Regions from separate parts of the Zea mays genome. Here regions 2 and 3 are each linked to region 1. A link is a contact called in public Hi-C data. All regions are on one chromosome and are shown on one strand. The core of a region is the stretch at or near the end of the contact, and the rest is flanking DNA. Distances in the headings are between cores, read along the strand shown. Region 1 holds the start of LOC103626217 (calcium-transporting ATPase 7, plasma membrane-type). Region 2 holds the start of LOC100281428. Region 3 holds the start of LOC542030 (histone acetyl transferase GNAT/MYST 101).

Region 1 (3,265 bases), core at 275-2,774:
GCGGTGAGCACGGCGAAGACGAGAACCGCGACAGCAATCCCGACCTTGCCGATGCTGGAGGTGAGGGCCTCGAGGCGCTCCTGGAGCGGCGTGGGTTCGGTCTTCTCCCTGGTGATGCTGCCCATCATCTCGCCCCAGGCGGTGTCCGTGCCGACGGCGGTGACGAGCATGTGGCCGCATCCGTCGATGACCTTGACGCCGGAGGCGAGGAACGGGTTCTTCTCGGCGTCGATGTCGACAGGGTGCGGCTCGCCGGTCATGCTGGACTCGTCCACCTGCAGCGCGTGGCCCTGCATGAAGACGCCGTCCGCGGGCACGGCGTCGCCGATGTTGAGCACGACGACGTCGCCCACGACGACGTCGAAGATGGAGAGCTCCTGCCTCCTGCCGCCCCGGACGACGGCGACGGTGATGTTGTCGGACTCGGTGGCGAGCCTGTCGAAGCGCCTGGCCTGGCCGTGGTTGCTGACCGCGGACACGGCGGCGACGAGGAAGACGGCGAGGAAGATGCTGACGCCGTCGTACCAGCCGTCCTTGAGGCCGTGCTCCTTGATGCCGAAGCCCAGCGAGACGGCGGCGCAGACGAGCAGCACGAGGAGGAAGGCGTCGCTGAGCGCGTCCCACACGTGGGTCCAGAACCCCTTGGGCTTCCTCCGCGGGTACGTGTTCCCGCCGAAGGCCTCCCGGCGGAGCCGCACGTCGCGGTCGTCGCCGCGGATGCCGGTCTCCGCGTCCGACGCCAGCGCGGACGCGATCCCGGCGGCGCCGCCGAGGCGGCGGAAGCAGTCGTGGCGCTTGTCCTTGACCAGGCACCTGAAGCCCTCGTCGTGCGCGGCGACAGAGAACTCCGCCGGAGCGGCGTCGTCGGACCGCGACGTGCTGGCGGCGGCGCCGGGGCCGCAGCCGTCGTCGTCGATCTTGATTTCGACGTAGGAGCCGGTCCGGCGCAGGATGGCGCGGGAGAAACTGAGGCGGGCCAGCCTGTGGCACGTCCGGATGACGTTGGTGGCCTTCCTCCACTGCTTCGTCCACCGCAGCGGGTCCGCCGCCGTCGCCATTGTGCCCACCCCGATCAGGTAGTCGGCGCACTCCATTTGTTCACACGAATTAATGAAGACGAGCCGCCTACACCGATGAGAATTGGGGGGACAAAGCAAACTCTCGTGAATCTATAGAGTGCGCGGATATGAAGCTAGGAGAGGCAATGGTTTATTGATTCCCAAAACCCGGTCGCGGAAACAACTGATCAAGTGCTCACGGCTTATACGGGAAGTTGAGAACAGCTGCGGGTAATCTGGGAGAGGAAGATGGCAGGCACCACGCGCACTAGTATCTATATACTCCCAGCTACGAGGAGATCGGCGAAGCTGCCAGGAAGCTGCGCGCAGCTATTTTGAGGCGATCGGGGCGTTGCTTGCCCAGGAGTTTATTAGCTGTTGCAAACAAACGTTGGTTCAAGGGAAGCTGCAAGGGAAGTTGTAAAGCTTTTGTGAATTGTGAACGAACGAGACAATTCCAGCTCAACTTTGGCGAAATTTGTAAGTAGTAGAAGTATACATAACATTGGCCATTTGATGGGCTGCTGCTGCTAATTGGTTTCGACGCGCGCTGTTCGCCAGCAGGCCCAGGCTGGCTTGGCGGGGCGACGCGGGGCGTACGCGAGGACGATGGATGCGCGTACGGACCCATTTTGCTTGTGGAGCGCACGTCCATGGCCGACCACAGCCCACCGCCACCGGCCCACCGCCCAGCTGTAGTTTTCTAACAACATGCCGTCACGACTTCATGCGCCGGTCGATGTTAACACCAACTTTAATTACCATCTACACCGTGCATCTTCAAAGTCCAATCGAACACGAAACTATTTTTAAATGACATTTGGTGGACGGACTTTAAATTCCAAAAGGGCTTGAATTCAAAGTATAAGCCCGCGCAAGCAAACACAACTAGCGCGGTTACTATTTTAAATGACTATAGCTTTGTTTGAAAAAGAATTAGCACATTTTCAATCCTGTTTTATGTGTTTTCTTTTTGTCCCTCTTCGCACGCCATGAGCATGACTGGAAGGTAGCTCTGTCTAGTGTGGCTAGTCGCAGGCGGTTCCGCTCCTGTATGCGCTGTTCCCCAAAGACCGGTGCTTGTAGAACAGAATGATGATGGGAGACCCGCCCGGCCCCAGTATGATCCTGGTGCACGCACGCTCACGTGACGCGTGGCTATTCTATTTTCTATCTAAGGCTCCGTTTCAATCTCACGGAATAAACTTTAGCTTCCTGCTAAACTTTAGCTATATGAATTGAAATGCTAAAGTTTAGCTTCAATTACCACCATTAGCTTTCCTGTTTAGATTATAAATGGCTAAAAGTAGCTACAAAAAGCTACTAAAGTTTATCTCGCGAGATTGAGACAATGCCTAAATCTACAGTGCCTAAATCTACGACGGCGCGTCGGCCCAGCAGCGATCGACATACGAGAGGCAAAACTCCGGCGCGCGCGCGTGCGAGTCCACGTCGCAGCCGTATCAACAGCGACGTGCGGCGGTTTGTACGGCGGTGCTGCTGACCAATGCTTTGCTTCGGCTCCTAGTTAAGGAATCCGTAACCGCTGTGACATGCTCCTGACGCGGTTTCGTCGTTGACGCGTTTATTTCCCCAAAGCCTTTTGCGACGCGGCTCCGTGCCGTGACAGCCACAGAGCGCCACCTGAGTCCCAACACACAAACACGTTTACTTAAACCAGAAATGGTACTTCCAAATTTCTCTTAATAATTAGCGTGGGTTTGATTTATAGGGAATAATTTTTAGTCCGTTTATTTTATTTTATTTTATTTTAGTCTCTATGTTGTCAAATACGAAAACTAAAATAAAGTTTTGATTTCCATATTTTTACAATTTATACACAATTTAGACACAAAAATGGAATAAAATGGATAGACTAAAAATTATTCCCTAGAAACCAAACACCACCTTAATCCTACCAAATAGCTTACTTTTTATCTCTTACCTCTATTAGTATCATCTATATTTAGCATAAAGTTTTTGCATCCTAAATCTCAATTCTGTTCTAGTATAATAATTCTAGCAATCTAAATACAAGGATGGTATGAATAATTCTAGCGCTCTATGGACTTAAGCAAGCCCAAGAGCATGGTATGAATGCCTTAGAGGTTTTCTTATTTCTAATGCTTTTAAGGTTGAGATCCCACTCTTTTCACAAAGACTTGCAACAGTGATCTCTTTGTTTGCCAAATTTATGTTGATGACAT
Region 2 (3,265 bases), core at 322-2,821, 230 kb before region 1:
AGCGAAATGGGGGCCTTGGGGTGGTCAGGTTGGAGACGTAAAACAAGGCCTTGCTTTTGAAATTCGTGTACAAGTTCTTCAACAATCATGACTTACCCTGGGTTAACCTGGTCTGGAACAACTACTACAGGACAAACAGACTCCCTAGCGATTCAAATATTGGTTCCTTTTGGTGGAAAAGCCTGCTTAGTTTACTCCAAGACTTCAAGGGCCTGGCAGCCCCGACCATTGGCAATGGGAGAACTATTCTTTTCTGGGAAGATCTGTGGAATAAGGGCATCCCGACTCAGCAATATCCAGAATTATTTTCTTTTGCTTGCAACACCAAACTCTCTATCAAAGATGCTAAGCAAAAAGAGCACCTCCTTGAGTTGTTTCAGCTCCCCCTGTCTGTGCAAGCCTACGAGCAATATCTTGAGCTAAATGAGACCTGGGGACAAATCACGGTGACCAACGTTAAGGACACTTGGAAGCTCATTTGGGGATCTGAAATCTTCTCCACGAAGCAGACTTACAAGCATCTGATGGGACAGTCTCACGTGCATCAGATTTACAGATTGCTCTGGAAGAACAAATGTCAACCTAAGCACAAGGTCTTTTTTTGGCTATGGCTAAAAAATAGGCTCAACACTAGGAATATGCTTAGGAGGAAGAACATGACTCTTGAGTCTTACACCTGCGAGAACTGCATCTGGTAGAGGGAGGAAACTCTTTACCATCTATTCCTCAGGTGCAACTTTGCGAAGGCCTGCTGGCACTCAATCGGTCTGACTCCTCCTAGAGTTGCTAATCGAGAGGAGGTTGCGGCAAACCTTAAACAGCAACTCAATGTTCCATTCTCTATGGAGGTTATTATTCTCATGACTTGGAGCATTTGGAAGTGCCGCAACGCTTGACTTTTTCAGAACAAAGATCCAATGGTGCAACATTGCAAGCAGGAGTTTGCAAATGAATTGCTCCTTGTCATTTCCAGAGCTTTGGGTAGATTTGATTCTGCCATCCCGGCATGGCTTCAACAATGGCAGTAGAAAACATTGGCAGTACATACTCCCCCTAATCCCCTGTAATTCGTCTTCTTGTCTATTCTAAACCTTATTTTCTTTTCAAAATTTTAATAAAATTTTCAGTAGGGCCCTCCCCTCCTGTTCTATCAAAAAATAAATAAATAGGTAGACTTTGGCTCAAGGAGCTAACAACACTTTAATCTATATCCGATGATCTCTTTCCTTAAAGCTGCCTTTCATTAAACACTAATGAATCAAACAATTTATATATCCTGACCCTATAAATACCTTCTGTCTAACAAATGGTGTAATCGTCTGTCCGTACCTACTCCTTGTCAAGATATAAATTTACGAGGTCGCAATCTGTAATTCAGTATTCCCATGACGTTACCTCGTTAATCCTCCAGATTTTAGGTTCTAGCAGAATGGTACGTTCGAGTTTGACACGATATTTTATTAGCTAAAGCCGCACCAATAATGTGAAGAAAAGAACAAGAAGAAAAGGTTGGGAGTTCATCTTGTCATTTTGTGCATTATTTAGGAGTGTCAGTTACAGATCTGACGCTACCTTCCGTTCGATTCCCTTCGCGTCTTTCTTCCTCTGCTGGACTCAAGTACTGCAAATTAGAGCAGAAAATCCTGTGTAAGCAATTTCCATTCGCGCTGTCATCTCTTCCTCGATCGAAGGTTTGCTGTGAATTTGTAGATTGCGGTTTTGATGTTGTGGACAATTTTGTGGCTACATACGGTTGCTTCGTCCATCTGTACTTGGCTTAATTAACCCAATCATCTGCTAGGTCTAGATCAAGATGAGCCCATGTCTACTTCGATCAGTTTAGCCTAGTCAGTGTAGAACTGTTTGGCTTCCGAGTTCAGGTAACTTTTTGCACTCAACACTCTCACCCAGGCACTACCACCGACACTCGACGATTTTTTCCTGTTAGATTCTTTAGCGTTTCATCTTTTTTCACATGAACTTTGTAAAACTACAGATATTTAGCTAGCATAGCCAAGTGAATTTTGTTCCTCCAGTGGGTCATCAAGGTGTGCATGTGTCCTGGGAGAGAGAGAAGAAAATCCAGTCTGCAGGATGGATGCAATGGCACCTGAAGAATATGCCTCGCAATCCAAGCTACTGCAAGAATTCACCAACGTCCCAAGCATCGACAGTGCTTCCATCCTCAAAACCAACGATGGTATGGCTTTCTTTTGTCCATAATCATCCTATACTTCTCTCTGAAAGTCTGAATTCATACCAAAACGGCTTTTTTGTCTTAGGTTCTAACCAGTACCCTACCCACTCTACCGTCTATGATTGCAGAGGACAGATCCAGAGCGATGTTCTCCATTAGCCAGCCAGACTTACTGGCGAACACCAACAGGAAATACGTTTTGTATTCTCATATTACGACGAGAGCCGGCACCGGCACCACCTCTCCGGATTTCCAGTGGTCTCCTTTCCCCACTGAAACAACCGGAGTGTCCGCCACCGTTCCGTCCCCTTCCGGGTCGAAGCTCCTCGTAGTGCGAAACGGGGAGAGAGGATGCCCCACCAAGCTCGAAATCGTTTGTCAGTCACATGTGGAGAAGGAGATACACGTAGCAGGTTCTGTGCACGGTCCTCTCTACACGGATGAATGGTACGAGAGGAGGAACCGATCCTGTGCATTTGCTTTCCACAGCTACAGCTAGAGCGGCACGCATGACAGTCCGGCGCTGTTCCTGTTCCTGTTCCTGCAGGTTTCATGGTGTTTCTTGGAATCAAGAAGAGACCTTGGTAGCATACGTCGCTGAAGCTCCAGCCACACCAAGACCAGCTTTCAATCGTTCCGGATACACGAGGGAAGAAGGTTGTTCCGAGGGAGACTGCAGTGCCTGGAAAGGGCAGGGCGTGTGGGAGGAGGACTGGGGTGAAACGTACTCCAAGAAAGGAAGACCCTCACTGTTTGTTCTTGACATTCCCAGGTCTCTGTTCCATTCCATGCCTACTAATCAACACAAGAGCTTGACAGCTTGTGGGAAGAAAAAAAACCCTACTCACTGCTGTCTTCAATTTTGGTGTATGTAGAGGAGAAGTGGTAGCGGCTAAAGGTGTCCCAACATCGTTGAGCGTTGGGCAGGTTGTTTGGGCTCCGGAATCACCAGGTGGCAGGCACAAGTATCTGGTTTTCGTTGGATGGTCAGAGCGCAACGGGTTCTTCCAGAACACTGCTAGAAAACTCGGCATCAAGTACTGCTCCAACAGGCCATGTGCTCTCTAT
Region 3 (3,265 bases), core at 475-2,974, 150 kb before region 1:
AAAGAGGTCAAGTATTTTGAGTTATTACTTATATCTCTTGTGTGAGGTTAAGGTGTACTAAGTATATCACACATGTAGTTTCCGAAGTCTTTCAGTTACTGATACAAGCAAACAAGAAATTGAAAGAAATAGATTATATAAGGTAAAAGGTCAGGCAGCCATACCTGCTTTACAAAATAGCCAACAGCATTGTTATCAGCATAGGTTAAGAAATGTGTGAGCCCATCAGCATCCCGTGCATGTTGTTTCAAATGATTCATTAATCTTGTTCCATAGCCTTTAACTTGCTCATCAGCTGTGATAGCACAAAACGCTATTTCTCCAAATCTCTGGCTATGATTTCCAAAAGAAAAAATAGCATAATAGAGAGATATTGCAGGATAAACAAAAGCATGCAAATGTTTGCAACCTACATTCTAACTTGCCAGCTTTTAATTATCATCAAAATAATAGATTTCCTGAATAAGTACAAAGTTACGACGCAATATCTTGATTGGCCAACATTTTCTCATAAGTGAGTGGTGTCAGTTGGGAGACATTTGCTTTCAGTTGCAAAAAAATATTGGATCCTCACACAGAAAGAGCACATATAGAATATATTGAATTGGCCATTAAGCACAACAAATATACAATGTCAACATAACAAATTGTAACTAAAGTGGCAGCATTACCTTGCATAAGGGCGATAAGTAATGCCCCCCACGACAATATTGTTCCTGATAACCATCATTGACTTGTGAGTTCTGCAGCATATGACACAAGGAGTTACTACCACAGAAGTAAATTTAATCTTATTATGTTTTCAAAAGACACAAAGATTATGAGTAAATGCTAAATCATAGGCAGATTATATTGGGCATTACCTATCCATGACAAGGCGTACAATATATTCTTTGGGCATATTAGGAAGCTGTCGGGCGAAGATATTCTTCAACCCTACCAACCTGCGGAAGATACACAATTCATAAGAAGGGACTAGCCCAATACTGCTAAACAATTGTCAGAAGTGCTACGAACCATATCATGTGTTCATCAACGCCGTCATTAGAATAACAGAGAAACTTCAGCCTTCCTGAATCTTCCTGAACAAATTCAACAGTCTCAGGCTCTCAGCCACATTCTAATCGACAGATACTATCAGCGGGCAGGGAAAAGTGAAACAAAATAAAGAGAAAAAACAAACAAGCCTGGACCTCGCGCTTGAGGCCCTCCTCACGGGCGCTGTACGCGCCGCTGGTCTGGAGGTTGTCCGTGAACAGCCCCTTTGTGTCCTCCTTCCCGTCGCCGGCGTTCGCCGAGCCGGGCTCCGGCTTAGGTCCTCCACCCACCGCAGCCGCGGCTGCCGCCGCAGCAGCAGACACTGATGAGGAATCCGGCTTAGGAGGACGGCCGGACGCAGAGCCCCCACTCGGCGCGCCGTCGAGGCGCGCGGCATTGAACGTGTGGAGCGAGTCGTCGTCGTCATCGTCGGAGTGCGAAGAAGATGGAGATGACGGGCGAGAGGGCGAGGATGGGGCCGTGGAGGGGGATGACGGAGCGGTGGTGTCGTCGTCCTCGTCGCCGGTGGCGTCGGAGAGCGACGACGGCGGGAGCTTCCGCTTGCGGTGGGAGGCCCCGCCGCCGGAGGTGGCGCCGGAGTGGGATGGCGACGGCGCCACGAGGCCGTCCATGCGGGGAAAGAGGGGAAGTTCTAGAACGTTGGGTGGTAGGGTTCTTCGGCAGATCTGGGAGCCGGTTGCTTCCGAGGTGTCCCGCGTGTTCGTGGTGAGAAGGCCAGAAGGGGATGCTTTCGAGTTTGGGCCTTTTTGTTTTCGCTAAAATAGGCTGGTTGCGCTCATCTAATTATCCCGGTTAACCAACTTATCTAGATAAAATATCCCACTGCATACATTTTCGCTTGTTTTTTGCGTGAAAAAATTATAAATACCTTTTTTCCTGAAAATTTTATAAATGACAGTTATGTCCTTCCACTGTTTGTCAAGGTCATATAGGCCATCTCTAATATGTCTAGTAGGTCGTATAAGATATTATTTTGCATTCTAGATTACACTATTTGTATAATAAAGATTGAAATAAAGAATGTGATAGAAAATAAAATAGGAAATCTGTTAGAGATACTCTTACCTACATGCAACGTTGCATGCCCTATCTTTTCTCTCTATGGAAACATGCATAGAGATGACATCATGTAGGGATGACAAATAACCGCGAGTAATTATGTATCGAGTATTAGTATAGTGGATTTTGTTATCCATAGGATATGTGTATGTTTATAATAACATATCCATGGTAATTTTTTTAAGATGATAATGGTCATAAATTATATAATTCACAGCTTATCTTTTCTTTTAAGTATTAACAAAGCATTTTAGAAGAATGATAGGCAGATACAGTTGTTTATGTCTCCAATACGTCTCCAATACGTATCTAGTAAAATTACCGGTATGACTTTGTATTATGCATTATTTTACCGTACACATGTTTCTTAACAATTTATTCTAATCTTAGACAATGTTTTGCTTATATATATAAATGATTTATATTTTTATTCTACAATTTTATTGATTGTGTGCTAAATTATATGGCGTAGAGCCATACCTAGATTTTTCTCCGTCTGGTTGGGACGAAAAATGTGGGCCCAAGCACTTAGGAACGGTGTGACAGGTGGTACGCGGATGGCAGGACAAAACAATAGAAAGGAAGCACAAATGTCTTGTCAAGCGTGCTCCATCTAGCTACATGACAGGGTATTTATAGGATAACCAGGAGAAGCGCGTGTTGGTCTCTTGTTTTTTATTGCTGGATCACAAAACAAGGCAACACAAATGTTAAATGTAAATGACATTTATCCTTTAAAGCATTCGACCCTTCCGGGCTTGATAGCTCTGAAACGAAGGTTATGAAGAACAAGTCTTCATAATACACAAATATAAAAATGTATTTACAAATATAAGATCATGATAATTATTTATATCATGTAAAAACATTAAATAATATTAAAGTCTGTATCATATGTTGACAAAGTAATATATGATATATATTACATTTGTACCTTCGTCTTTCTCGAATGTGAAAGTGATGGTACAATACCCAATCCCCACGTAAACAATGGGGTATTGTTCATCTATTTATAGACAAGAGATGCAGTCCAACCAAAAGTATATTTATGACCCTGATATGTACACATTATTCTGATACAAACATCAGTGGCTCAAAGATCTTTTTGATCTTTGGCTCGACAACGTGCTTGACCTTCGTAACTGTT

The links. Hi-C and Micro-C count contacts between places; a contact is called where the count stands out from the background.
Region 2: a contact with region 1 is called in a Hi-C map of leaf, with 4 times the contacts expected there. The contact joins the promoter of LOC100281428 here to the promoter of LOC103626217 in region 1. A contact is called at or near these places in 5 of 25 Hi-C or Micro-C datasets (ear, leaf, root tip and 1 more).
Region 3: a Hi-C map of leaf shows a contact between it and region 1, with 7 times the contacts expected there. The contact joins the promoter of LOC542030 here to the promoter of LOC103626217 in region 1. A contact is called at or near these places in 6 of 25 Hi-C or Micro-C datasets (bundle sheath, ear, endosperm and 2 more) and 1 of 3 datasets of contacts at active chromatin or transcription factors (leaf).

Annotation. Positions count from the first base shown.
Region 1 is chr5:35,091,188-35,094,452 of Zm-B73-REFERENCE-NAM-5.0, reverse strand. It overlaps LOC103626217 (calcium-transporting ATPase 7, plasma membrane-type), which reads right to left and starts at 1,524. Exons shown (of 1, transcript XM_008646621.3): 1 at 1-1,524. The coding sequence starts at 1,094.
Region 2 is chr5:35,321,828-35,325,092 of Zm-B73-REFERENCE-NAM-5.0, reverse strand. It overlaps LOC100281428, which reads left to right and starts at 1,571. Exons shown (of 18, transcript NM_001154346.3): 1 at 1,571-1,647; 2 at 1,802-1,880; 3 at 1,997-2,200; 4 at 2,326-2,644; 5 at 2,745-2,969; 6 at 3,073-3,265. The coding sequence starts at 2,095.
Region 3 is chr5:35,238,838-35,242,102 of Zm-B73-REFERENCE-NAM-5.0, reverse strand. LOC542030 (histone acetyl transferase GNAT/MYST 101) reads right to left here and starts at 1,724. Exons shown (of 13, transcript NM_001111675.1): 1 at 1,194-1,724; 2 at 1,018-1,082; 3 at 864-944; 4 at 672-743; 5 at 165-333. The coding sequence starts at 1,670.